Linked DNA regions of Zea mays: region 2 is linked to region 1. A link is a contact called in public Hi-C data. All regions are on one chromosome and are shown on one strand. Each heading gives the region's core, a stretch centred on a gene start, on an enhancer-like site or on the middle of the called end of the contact. The rest is flanking DNA. Distances are from core to core; before and after follow the strand shown. Region 1 overlaps LOC103635831 (5-pentadecatrienyl resorcinol O-methyltransferase). Region 2 holds the start of LOC100275303 (zinc finger CCCH domain-containing protein 15 homolog).

What was found. A called contact is a pair of places that touch in the nucleus more often than the background predicts.
Region 2: a contact with region 1 is called in a Hi-C map of leaf, with 4 times the contacts expected there. The contact joins the promoter of LOC100275303 here to the enhancer-like site in region 1. A contact is called at or near these places in 4 of 25 Hi-C or Micro-C datasets (ear, leaf and tassel).

Annotation. Positions count from the first base shown.
Region 1 is chr1:66,368,556-66,374,984 of Zm-B73-REFERENCE-NAM-5.0, reverse strand. LOC103635831 (5-pentadecatrienyl resorcinol O-methyltransferase) reads left to right here. Exons shown (of 3, transcript XM_020547138.2): 2 at 2,057-2,173; 3 at 2,612-2,914. The coding sequence ends at 2,914. Among protein-coding and RNA genes, the nearest start is that of LOC103635831, 8.0 kb to the left of the region's middle. Within about 2 kb of position 3,899, at least 17 of the 20 cell types and tissues checked have an H3K27ac peak or open chromatin away from gene starts, as enhancers often do. A contact at or near this core is called in ear, leaf and tassel, where this site is marked.
Region 2 is chr1:66,702,548-66,708,976 of Zm-B73-REFERENCE-NAM-5.0, reverse strand. It overlaps LOC100275303 (zinc finger CCCH domain-containing protein 15 homolog), which reads left to right and starts at 3,854. Exons shown (of 2, transcript NM_001331166.1): 1 at 3,854-4,018. The coding sequence starts at 3,899.

The DNA.
Region 1 (6,429 bases), core at 2,650-5,149:
TGAGTGGATTGCAGAGTCCAACAAGCACCGTGCCAACCGTGGCACTGAAGGACCGGGGCATAGGTACGGCGCCGATGGACACCTTGGTACCGCACGCCGCATGGTAAGTGTATAAATCAAACTTGTATGTTACATCTATTACAATTCTATGGTTTAACTCTTCTTTTTCATGCAGGAAGCTGAAAGTGGAGTTGCTCCAAGTTTTATGGAGGTTTACGTCCGTGGTCACCGTGGGCCTGATCCAGCGAACCCTGATGAGCTATGCAGCGAGGCGGCAAGGGAGAAAATGGTAAACAAGTTTGTATTTACGAATTAAATTGCATGATTTGTGTCTAACTCCAACTCTAACTTTCTTTGCAGAATGCATATGGGGAGGAAATGACTCAACGCCATGGGCCTGATTTCGACTGGATGCATTCAGACTTAGATGCCTCGGCGTTGTACCACAGTGGTGGGGGTAGAAAGCATGGCAGGTGAGGTGGTTGTCTTTGATTCGACAATTTCATTAACAAGAATGTGTCCACTTAATGGCTCAACTATGTGTATCATGCAGGTTTGCCTTTGGCACCGGCGTTGTGGAGTACAACAGGACCATAGGTCAAGGGAAGGCATCGTCTTCGGCAGGGAGTTCTCGCTCCAAGTCTGCTCGAGAGGCTCAGCTGGAGGAGGAGACTCGGGCAGCACAGGAGCAGGCTCGACTCGCACAGGAGCAGGCTCGAGCAGCGCAGGAGCAGGTCGGACAGCTGACGCAGTATATGACTTCTTATTTTCAGGTAATTCGTCTATCTCATCACGTGTCATTGAATTCAATGTATAGTGTTGCGATTCTAACGTTTCATCCATTTGCAGGAAATGACTACTCGACTCGGCCCTGATATGAACTTGCCCGCTTTTCGCCCTCCCCAGGTAACACTATCTGAACACTTCAATTCCATAGCAACTCTTTTTTTATTATCAAAAATGGATCGCAGGCACAAGGATGGGGACAATGGCCAGGACAAGCTCCAGCGTCGCAGCCACAGTGGACCGGTGTTGGGTGGACGCAGGCACCTCCAGGCACTTGGACGCCTCCACCACCCCAAGGATCGCAGCCATTTCAAGCGTGGATGGCACCGCCACCGACGGGGTGGGTGCCACCACCTCAGGGGTGGCCAGCACAACAGTACCCGTGGATGCATGCACAGCCTCCTTATCACCATGGATCACAGGTGACGTTCCATGTTTAGTTTTATGCAAATAGTGACCAAACATAGCCAGTATAGGTATAGGGATAGCAAAACACAGCCTTATTTGAATGATTGATGAATTGCAGGGTTCAGCGTCACATGCTCAGGAGGGTGCTGTCAACGTCCACGACTTCCTCGTCCATGGTTCTGGAGGGAGTGGCCACCTTCCTGGTGGTGGAGGAGGGAGTGGCCAAAACTCTCATAGCCCGCAGGAGTGATTAGTGAGTAGTGAGTTTGTTTGAAACTATGGACTTATGGTATTGAAACTATGTATGGACTATGGACTATGGACTATTTGTATATGTGAATGTGTTTTGTGATATGTATATGTCAATGTGTTTTGTGATATGTATATGTGAATGTGTTTTGTGAATTATGTATTTTGATTGTGAATCTGTATATATGTGAATTGTGATATTGTGTATTTTGCTGTGAATTATTAATAGGTGCAGAAAAATCTGTTTTGGGGGGGGAACCATCAATTTTCGTCGGCCTCGGTGGTGGCCGACGAAAATATCCTGGGAACATATTTTCGTCGGCCATCAGCGGGCCGACGAAAATAGCCTGGGCGTATTTTCGTCGGCTTTCCCAAGGCCGACGAAAATAGTCAGTCCGACCAATTATTTTCGTCGGCCTCGGGAAAGCCGACGAAAATAGGTATTTTTCGTCGGTACCGACGGAAATAGGTGCCTATTTTCGTCGAACTTATTTTCGGCGGCTATTTTCGTCGGTCTGCCGACGAAAATAGTCTATTTTCGTCGGTTTAGGCTTATTTTCGTGGGCTTTTGGCCCACGAAAATTTACGTGTTTCCTGTAGTGCGCACGTCAAGTGCAGCGTGCTTGACCTCCCGCACGTTGTCGCCGGTGCTCCATCTGATGGCAACGTGCACTTCGTCGCAGGAAATATGTTTGAGAGTATTCCACCTGCAACCGCTGTTTTCCTCAAGGTACCATCCGTCGTCACTGCTGACTGCTAGCTCCCTCCTCCATTTCTCGTTGTATTTGCATTCTGAGATCCTTGTCAAACTTCAATTTTGACTATCCTTTTCTCTTGTCTTGGACAACTTGAGATTGTATTTTACAGTAAAGATATCTATGACAGGAACATGTGTAGTATAAAAATATATTTTATGGTACATTAGTGATACTAATTTAGCATCATAAAATACCAATGCTATATATTTTAGTAAATTTAACCAAACATAAAATGACAACTCTATAATTGAATTCAGATTATATTTTGTACGTAGGGGGGTCTAGATTTTTGTATAAACTTTTAGATGTAAATGTGATGCGTGCTATTATCATTGAATCCAAACACCAATAAGGACCCTTTTCTTCATTATCTTTCAATTAATTAATTTACTGAAATCTCTCTATGACAGAAAACTCTACATGACTGGGGTGACGATGAGTGTGTCAAGATATTGAAGAACTGCAAGCAAGCCATACCTCCACGGGATGCAGGTGGGAAGGTAATAATCTTGGACGTGGTAGTTGGATATAAACAGTCAAACATAAAGCATCAAGAGACACAAGTTATGTTCGATTTGTATATGATGGCCGTTAACGGAGTTGAGCGTGACGAGCAAGAGTGGAAGAAGATCTTCGCTGAAGCCGGATTCAAAGACTACAAAATTCTACCCGTCATTGGTGACGTGTCGGTCATCATCGAGGTCTATCCTTGAATGCTTTATTTGTGAATAATAAAGGGCGCCTAATTCATAATAAACCTAGGATTGTGAAGGCGCTGGTAGTACATTAAGAATTGTTCCTTTTTATTACCATGTGCTTGAACCTTTGGACAATTTGTAATATGAGAAGGTGAGCAATTGTGTTTTGTTAACATGCATGGTCTCTTGCATTGGTACGTGGTGCGCATTCTACGTGATGCAAAACGCTATGTGGTGCACGTTGGGCCGGTAGACATCTCTACTACGCGTCTACGCCGCCCTGGCCTTAATAGGGCAACATGCATGGAATGATGGAAGCCTTTGAATTCTTGTGTCGTGGCAGCAAATAGTGTTTGAGTTGCAGCTTTTGGATCTAGCTTTTCTAAAAAAGTTGCTGCTAGGCCTTTGACACTGAGAAGAAAAAGATAGCTTTTCGATAATGTTTTTAGCTTTCTAAACTCAGGAAGCTACATAAAACCTATAAAACCAGGCTGCTTCTCTTATCTGAGCTTTTGGCTTTCCAGAAGCTAAACTAAAAACCTAGCGGTTTGCATCAGTTTCCCGCTTTTTTCTACACGTACGGTAGGAAGCTGGCCTCAAACAAAAATGACAGTCCACTTGAACAACAAATTCCATATTTCACTCATAATCTCATTTTTTATTTTAGATTTCTCTCTACAAACAGTGTATATACAGTGTTATACATACCCACATATATATACCTCGTTGCTGGAGTTGGCCTCAGCCAACCAAATCTGGGGTCCGGGTCCGGGCTGCTAGATTTGCTCAGTCGCGTCGCGTGCAACGCGTGCCTCCAGAGCGCTCGCGTCCGTGACCAGACGAGGGCCCGCGGCTTTGGAGCCTTGCACGCGGAGGACGAGGTGTTGCAGTTCCAGTGGGATTTTACTTTCGCCCGCGCGCGGGGGCGAAGTGGTACCGTGGGGCCCGATGGCAGCTCCACAGGAAAAAGGGCAAAGGTAGACAGGCGTGGTCCACGCATGTCACATGGTGCAGTGAGTGTTCAGCGGTCGGTCAGGGTCAGGGTCAGGGTCAGGGACAGGGTCAGGGAGTTGGCGTGGGCGTCTGCGGTCTCCCATCGGGGGCGCGGATCGCAACGTGAGATGGCTGCTGCAATTTACTCCTATTTGCCAGTGAAAGAAACAGTCATGAGAGTAAATAGTCGAATGAGTTTGTATTGTTTTACGGTATATACATGACCATCTCCACTATAGTTTCTAAATATTGCCCTATTTTAGGGCTCGAAACCACAAAACACTCCTCCAACAATAGTTCTATTTTATAAATATTCATTAAACGATGATTATACTAGAGTTATATCCTCGTTTTCTCCTAACCTCCAACCATTTATTTCCTAATAACATAATTTATTTTTTAAATAGCATTATTTAAGGTCTAACCGTTGGAGTAGAAATTTCTTTTGTGGCACTAAACACTCTAAATACGGTCCTATTTCAATTTTTAGAACTCTATTTTAGAGTTTATTGTTGAAGATGCTCTAAAGGAACAAACCAGTTTTGAGAACACGTCGGTTTCGTCCATATGCACACAACATAGCTGTGAGGAAACTTTCTCTTCCAAAGGCCCTTAAAACACTAATCTAACAGTTACTTTCTAGCATGTTCTAAGTGAGGAAGGGTACGGAGAACACCTTCGGATGAACCCAACACAAATGCAAAGACTAAGGTATAAGCTTCGTTTCGATAACACGTGTACGTGATGGGTGAGCAAGCCAAGGCCATAAGAAGTCCACATGTTCAGCAAGGCAGCTATAGAAAAAGACAACACTACCCTCTATGTATTCGCTATTTCAAATGTATAAGCTTGAAGGCACAATTGTAATTTTACCGAAGTTGTATCATGCGACTATAAATAGAGGAACAGTGTCATGCATTGTTCACACTTTTTTGCTAGAGAGGGAGATCGCTCTGTCTACGAAGTTGTATTTCTCTCATCTTCCTCTGTAACTTCGCGCAGCTGAAGGTATACATGTAATCTTTTGTTAAATAATAAAAGAGGAGAGAGAATAACATCTTATGAGGTTGGATTGTGTAGTTTACCTTTTATATTGTGCATAGTTCATTATTAATATCTTTTACTTTCTTCCTCATTCACTTTCCATTTCTTCGTCCTTCAATAAACCTTCTCTCCGAGAAAGAAGAAATAAAGGATGAAGATGAAGCTCAATTTAACTGTGTTGCCTTGTTTTTGTACCCTAAAGGGATCAAAAGAAAGTGACCAACAATGGCCTTTACATCTTACGACACACGATGTGGGCGTCGTAGAATGCAAGACGGTCTCCACCAACGTCTGCTAAATTTCATCCTCTAAATTAATATTCCTATTATTTAAATTATACTCTAAAAGATTTCTTTTTCTATATCTTCTTCATCTCTAGCAACATCTTCTAAATTTGGTTCTCTATATCTACAATATTACTAGATATATGTATCTACAGGCACGTGCCAAAGAAATGTTTATTAAATATTTATAGACTGCTTGTCGTACGGACGGAGGACAGTTGCCACATTTAGCGTGTAGAAGGTGAACAACAAATCTTAGAGGATGCAATAGAGGTCGTTGTTGGGTGAGTAAAGTATGGGAATGAACACTAAATTTAGAGTTTAGGTCCACTTACGGTATATTGCTGAAGAGAGACTAAGAGGAACTACCATGTAACGATTGTACGAGATTGTTTACTACCATAATACTTTCCCTTAGGGATTGTTCGTTTGTGCTGCAATTCATCCAAGAATCATTCCAGCTCATCAAAGCTTATATAAATCAGTCACGCAATTCAGCTAGGAATCGTTCCGAGTGATAGTTCCCTAGTGTCGGTGTTTTGCGCTACTGGCACCTTGTTACTCAAAGCTCGTAGTAGGGGTTACAAGCGGGCGAGAGAGGGAGGATCTCACACGTCTCTTGTGCGTGGGTGGACCTAAACACTAAAGGACAGTAGTTCTAAGCTAAGCCTTGGATGTCATGGTAGCTCACGCCTTGGCTCTAGCCTTCGAGTCTTTTGGTTTTGTCGAGTGTGTGTGTCTGTCGTCTCGGGTGCATCTCTTCTTTGCATATGTGCCTCCCTCGTGTTCTGGCCGACCTCTCCCTTTTATAGGCCAAGGTGGGGTCAGCTATCGGTAGCTTCCCAAGGAAGGAGCTACTGCGCTGTGGTAAAATAGGACGTCTTACCCTGGTAAGGTCGTGTTTATCCATGCATGCCCTGGTCGTCTGGGCTTCCCTGGTCGTACTTTTTATGACATGTAGTGTGGGCGGTGAAGGGTCCCAGAGTCATCATTGTTGCCTCTATGCCGTGCGACCCCTTGCTGTCGTAGCCTGGGTCTCGGCACGCTCGTCGTGTTGTGGGGCGTGGAGGTGGCTAGCGCACTCAGGCTTCGGCTTTATAGATCATGAGTGGGTCGCATGCCTAGGGGTCCATAGGTTATGAGTGGTAAGTGGACCGACTCACCCTCTGTGGCTCAACGCCAGGAGTAGTTAATGTGGCACAAAGGGTC
Region 2 (6,429 bases), core at 2,605-5,104, 330 kb before region 1:
CGGAGGGGATGAGGTGCGCGGTTTTCTCTTCTCTGGTTATTCTCTTAGGTTGCGGAAACCAAAGCAGAAGGCAAGCGCAAATGGCAGGGTAAAGAACCACCGCCGGCCCCTCTTCCGGGTATATGAAGGCCCGGGCGAGATCCACCCAAAACTTCGCTCGAACCCGTCGTGAAATTCAAACTCGAAGGTGAAACAGTTTTTTCTGTTCCTCGAACGACTCGCGCACACGCAACAGATGCCCCGCGAATCGCCCGTCCCGTCGCATTAACTCCTTGGCAGGGCAAGCGACACCTCTGGCAGGCGAAGCGGGCGCCGTTTCACCTCCGTCATGATGACCGCGTCAAAAAAGGTGCGCCACATTATTTAAATTCATATCCTTTTCCTTTTCCTCTCTCTCTCTCTCTTGTCACAGGGATCGGGAAAGGGGATATTTCGAAAAGGTTCCTTCTCAGCGAAGGAAACGGGCCCTGAGCCCTCCTACTGATCAGGGGTTCGAAGGTCGCGCCCTGCGGGGTCAGCAACCGCCCCAGAGCACTTGGGCTCCGAGCCCTTTACTGATCAGGGGATCGAAGGCTGGCCCCTCGAAAGGGTTCGACAGCAGCCCCAGAGCATGCAGAGTCAAGGATGACCCTGGGTACGTCCGTTACATGGTCGAGGCTCGGGCTACGCTCCGAGGTACCCTAGGACATTTACGAGACCAGCGGGAACGATTTGTAATGGAATCCCACCGGAGAGAGGCACCGAGCCCTCAGACCCTATCAAATGGGTCCGGGTCCAGCAAATCACCTGCAGGTACTTTTGGAGCGCGCCTCCGGGCCACTAGCCGACCCTTATCAAACGGGGCTCGGGCGTCCACTCAGATCACCCGTTAGCAACTCACTGGAAACACCGTGTTCGGTGCCCCCCGAGGGTAACATAGCGCTTTCCCCCGTTCCTCCTTGCGGAAAGGCGACGAAGGGGCGTACAATAAAAGTCGAGACGGTCCTTGATCGTCCTCTCGCTCCGTGCAGAGGCTCGGGGGCTGCTCTCGCACCAGGCTACGGCCAAACTGTTGACCACGTCAACAAACCAACTTAAAAACTCAGAGCCTGACCGTGCACCCGGGCCACGGCCAGGCCGCATGAGGGAACAACAAGGCCGACCGAGGCATCACAGAAAGAATTAAGACCTCAGAGGAGTCAAATCACTCCTCCAAGGCCTCGGGGGCTACTGTCGGGTACCGTAATTAGGGGTACCCCCAATACTCCTTAACATGGCTAGAAAACATCTTCAGAACAAACCGTAAAGACTGATAGGCACGGTTCAAGTCAAGGCCTCGTATACCAAGGGACGCGATCTCATCCGAGCCCAGCCTCGGGCAAGAACAGTAGTCCCAGACGGATTCACGCCTCGCCCGAGGGCATCCTCAGGCAGTGGGCGCACCCTCGGCTCGCCCGAAGCCCATCTCGGGCAAGCTTTATCGTACAGCGATCTCGGCCAAATCGCCTTACCAACCGACCGTATTGCATGCACATTTAATGCGGGGATCGCCTGACACCTTATCCTGACACACACGGCTCAGTCGGCAAGGTCGAAGTGACCGCAGTCACTTTGCCCCTTTACTGATCGTTCTGACAGGAAAACAACGCTATTCACCCCGTTCCGACTACTGTGCCAACCACCAGGGTAAAAGTGAGTCACGACCTCCCCCGAGTTCAGCCTCGGGCGCAACAGGGAGCTCCGCCTCGCCCGGCCCCAGGCCTTGGCCCCAGCCTCGGCCTCGGGGAAGGTCTCCGCCTCGCCCGACCCCAGGCCTCGGCCTCAGCCTCGGCCTCGGGGGAAGGTCCCCGTCTCGCCCGACCTCAGTCTCGGCCTCAGGAGGAGTCACATCCTCGCCCGACCTCAGCCTCGGGAGAAGTCACCACCTCGCCCAACCTTGGCCTCGGAATCAACTACACTACAGGGGATACATCATTACCCTACTGCTAGCTAGCCACTCCTTGCTACGAAGGAACAAGACCAAAGTCACATCAAACTACTCCGATAGCAGGTAATGATGGTTCCCCGCATGCGTCCATGACGTCGATGGTTCTCAGCTCCCTACGGAAGCAAGGAAACGTCAGCAGGATCCATGCCGCACCGCCAGTTGCGCTTCTACAGGGTGGAGCACTTCTCCGACGGCCACGTTAGCACGTACACAGGGCTCAAGCACTTCTCCACCGGCCACGTTAGCGCATAGCTACACCCCCATTGTACATCTGGACCATCTCCTTGTATCTATAAAAGGGGATATCCAGGGCCTTCCTGAAGGGAGGTGGGAGCAGGAGCAAGGCGAGCAGAGGCAGACAGAGTGGGAGAAACGCGGAGGAGGCTAACTCAGACAGCTCACCTCAGGGCCAGACCCTCTCTCTCTCTCGCGACGCTTGTAACCCCTACTACGAGCACCCCGGTGCAAGATAATATAAGCCTCATCCGCCCTCTTGTGTTTCATCTTGCATCAACCCATCTGGGCAGGGGCACGCAACGACAAATTCACTAGTCGGTTGAGGGTCCTCGCGGGTCCAAAACGCCGACAAATATTTAGGATTAAAACTTAGACTAGATAGCGATACTTACAAAAAAACCTAGTTTGCACATTCTAAATTGTTAATTTGCATATGTTTTACTCTATGGATTTAATTGTGGCCTAGTTTAGAGAATAGTTTTTAGAAGTTCTAATTCACCACCTTTTAGACGTCACCGTTTCCTACAGTAGGAGTGGTGGCACGGGCGGGAGATGCGTGTGAGGAAGGTGACCGCACATGGTGAGGGTCGTCGTCGATGGTGGAGAGGTGTGGCACGATGGTCGTAGGCGAGCGATTGGAGCGAGGTCAGTTACACCGCGCGTGGGGAGGGACGACGCAATATCGGGGGAGGGGGGCGACAGGATGGCGTGGGCAATAACGGTGTACATTCATGGGAGACAGAACCAAAGGTGGCAGCCTACCTCTTGCGTTCTTCGTAGTAGTAGGGATTCTACCAGAGACGAAAAAATACTGACTTTATTAAAATGTTCACCACTATATTAGATTTAAAACGTTCATGTGAGTATGGAGGCTCATGGGCCATTTGGCAAAGTTCCCAAGCCAAACAACTAAACCTTGTTCCCAAGCCAAACAGCTAAACCTTGTTCGGTTCCATTCGAATCTGAGGCGAGGATTAAATATCTCCAATTACCTTCAATCTATCCCTAACCAAAAAAGCTCTAAGAGGACGTTTGGCGGAGCTCACATAGCTCCACTTTCAGCGAAAATCAAATCACTTTCGAGTTCCGCACAGCCAAACGACAAAAAACGGAACTACTATCGGAGGCAGAGTGAATGCAGTCTCCTTTTGTACTAGAAAGTGAGAGTAAAAAAACTAGCTTCTCGTCACTCATAACTTGCTCCCCACTCACTTTACAAATTATTTGCCAAACAAATTTTATCAGATGGATTCACTTCTGCTAGAGAATTATTCAAAATTATTATATTAAAGAATCAACACTCGAAGCTAGATAATTATGTAGCGGAGCTCTGCCAAAAGTCCGTATTAAGTAGGGATCATACGAGAATTATTTCTTCATTCATGCTGGGAGCTAAAAAATGTGCTTCACCAAGCTCCGTATTATGATGGAATTCTCATCACCTTCTAACCGTGCTTTCTCTTAGGAATAGAATCACTTCATCAAAGAATCAATGAGCAGAGTTCAAAGAATTAGGTAGCGGGCCTCTCCCAAAAGGTGCCTCGTAAGCCCAAAATACGTTTTGGTAGGAACTCAACAAAGGCGCCCTCAACAACAGGGCTTTCCGGTTTGATTAGGGCCTGATCCGTTTCGTAGTTTTTTTTTCTCGGTAATCCAGCCGTTTTCCCTTTCCCCAGAGATTCGCATATTCTCGCGATGGGAGCGGAGGAAGCAGAGGGTACTCCCCCGCCGCTGCCCGCCACCGGCGAGCCCGCAACCACGGCAAGGGCGCAGCCAATATCTGCAGCACAATTCCTCTCCTGGAAGCAGCGCAAGGTCTTTCCTTCCTCCCTTACCCCCAATAAAGCTTCGCCTACTTCTTTTACCATCAATTTAGGGTTCGATCTAGTTTCCTGTCCGTCGGGCCAGTAGCTGGATTAGATTTGTATCTCTAGGGATTTCCCGTTTACTAAGCTGAACAAGTAGATGTGATTTTGATTTGCTGGATTAAGCTTCATTCGCGTGGCAAATATGCGACACGTTTACGACGCCAGCGGATTTACTCTGACAATTCATCGTTATAGAAGCACGAGAATACATTCCATTTCATTTATCCGTTTAGGTTGCCTAAATAATCGTGAAATCTTGTGATACACAGAATAGTTCGTACTTCTGTTTCTTACCAGATATGCATACAAATACAGATAGATGGGGAACTGTTAATTGAAACGGGAAACATATATCATATTCGTAACAAACGAACACAAGTGTCTAAATAGCCATCCCAGTTTAAGCTGGTTGTTTTTTCAGTTATTGAATAATTACAGTTTCTGTTTAATTTATTCATTCTTGTTTTGATTATATATTGATATTCTAAACTGTGTGGTCATCTTTAAGGGAGGCAGTGTTACTGTTTTATTGTAACCTTACCAAGAATGAGGAGCTATTATTGTTTCATTCTTATCTTCATCTTCACAATTCACATTGCGTGTGTTTGCCTGTTTCTGTTTGGTTGTGCGTCCCGTGGTAGCCTGGCTCACTACATGCGTTGACTGGGCCTCTAAATGTATCCAGTTGCCCGCATGGAGATGGTTGAGCACGCATGCATCGGTGCAGATTATGTATTTGCGGAAGTCTTTAACCTGCACCTGGGGATACGCGTGAAAGCGGCGTATGTGCTGGGCCATGCTCGCGTGAGCCCGGCTGCATGGACGCAGGCTTCCAATTACCACCATTCTTATTGCTCAAGTACCAAATAGGCTTGCCAAATTTGTGCACTATATTTCAATCTATACTGGAAGCATACATTTTTCAAACACTGTATATTCCTGTACACAGTCCTTATGGTCTTTTCTGGCTCTGGCTATTGATGTCCATGCTAAGTGTAGGGAGAATTTTGTTATTGTCATACCCTGAGGTTATGTTGTCATCTGGCAGTTCACTGCTTGAGCCATGACATGTCTCTATGTAACTCTCTTAGTGACGCTCCATATCAGAACCCGAGCATGGTGTTAAATGGGCAAGGGTTGATTCAACATCCCTTTGGTGACGCGTCGTGTTGTGATTTGGGCACGATGTTATATAAGGATCGAGTCGCTGCTTCCTTAGTTGTGTGCTACGTCGCTACATCGGCGCCCGAGTGTAGTAAAAATGTGCAAGGGTCTTTACATCACCAACAGGTGCGAAGGGTAAGGAAGCTAGTCGGACTAACTGAGATCCATTTAGGTAGTTGGAATGTAGCATCATTTACAGGTAAGTTAAGAGAGTTAGTTGAGACATCGACTAGGAGGCGTGTAAAATATCTTATGCATTCAAGAGACTAAATGAAAGGGTCAAAAGGCGAAGGAGGTGAACAATACTGGCTTCAAGCTTTGATACATAGGGACGGCTGCAAATAGAAATGTAGTAAGAGTTTTGATTGATAAGAGCCTAGTGTGTGGTGGATGTGAGAAGACAAGGAGAAAGATTATCTTAGTGAAGCTTGTCGTGGATGATTTAGTCTTGAACGTAATTAGCACGTATGCCCCCTAAGTAGGCCAAGATGAAAGTGCTAAGGGCCTTTTTGTGAAGACTTAGATAACATGATTAGAGCTATACCTATTAGCGAGAAGCTTTTCATAGGAGATCTCAATGGGCATGTAGGTACAACAAATGCAGGTTTCAAGGCGGTTCATGGAGGTTTTGGGTATGGTAGTAGGAATTAGGAGGGAGAGGAAGTCTTGGACTTTGTGGTAGTTTTTGATAGGTTGATAGCCAACACTTTCTTTAGGAAGAGTGAATATCATTTAGTGATCTGTAGGGCAAACACTCTAGTTAGATTGACTTTGTCTTCACAAGAAAAGAAGATAAACGAGCATGCTTGGATTGCATGGCAAGGTGATACCTGGGTAGTGTGTTGTCTCTCAACATAAACTTATGGTGGCTTTTCAGGTGTGTCCGTAGGGATAAATAAGCCAAAATTACGAAAACAAAGTGGTGGAAACTGAAAGGAGAGACCTTAGAAGTCTTAAGGAAAGGGCCATCAAAGAGGACACTTGGAAGGAAGAAGATGACACATACACATGTGAGAAGATGGCAACCTGAAAGGAGAGACCTTAGAAGTCTTAAGGAAATGGCCATCAAAGAGGACACTTGGAAGGAAGAAGATGACACAGACACATGTGGGAAGATGGCAACTTGCATTCAGAAGGTAGCCTCAAAGGCGTGTGGAGCAACTAAAGGGAGTGGAGGCAAAGCTAAAGGTATTT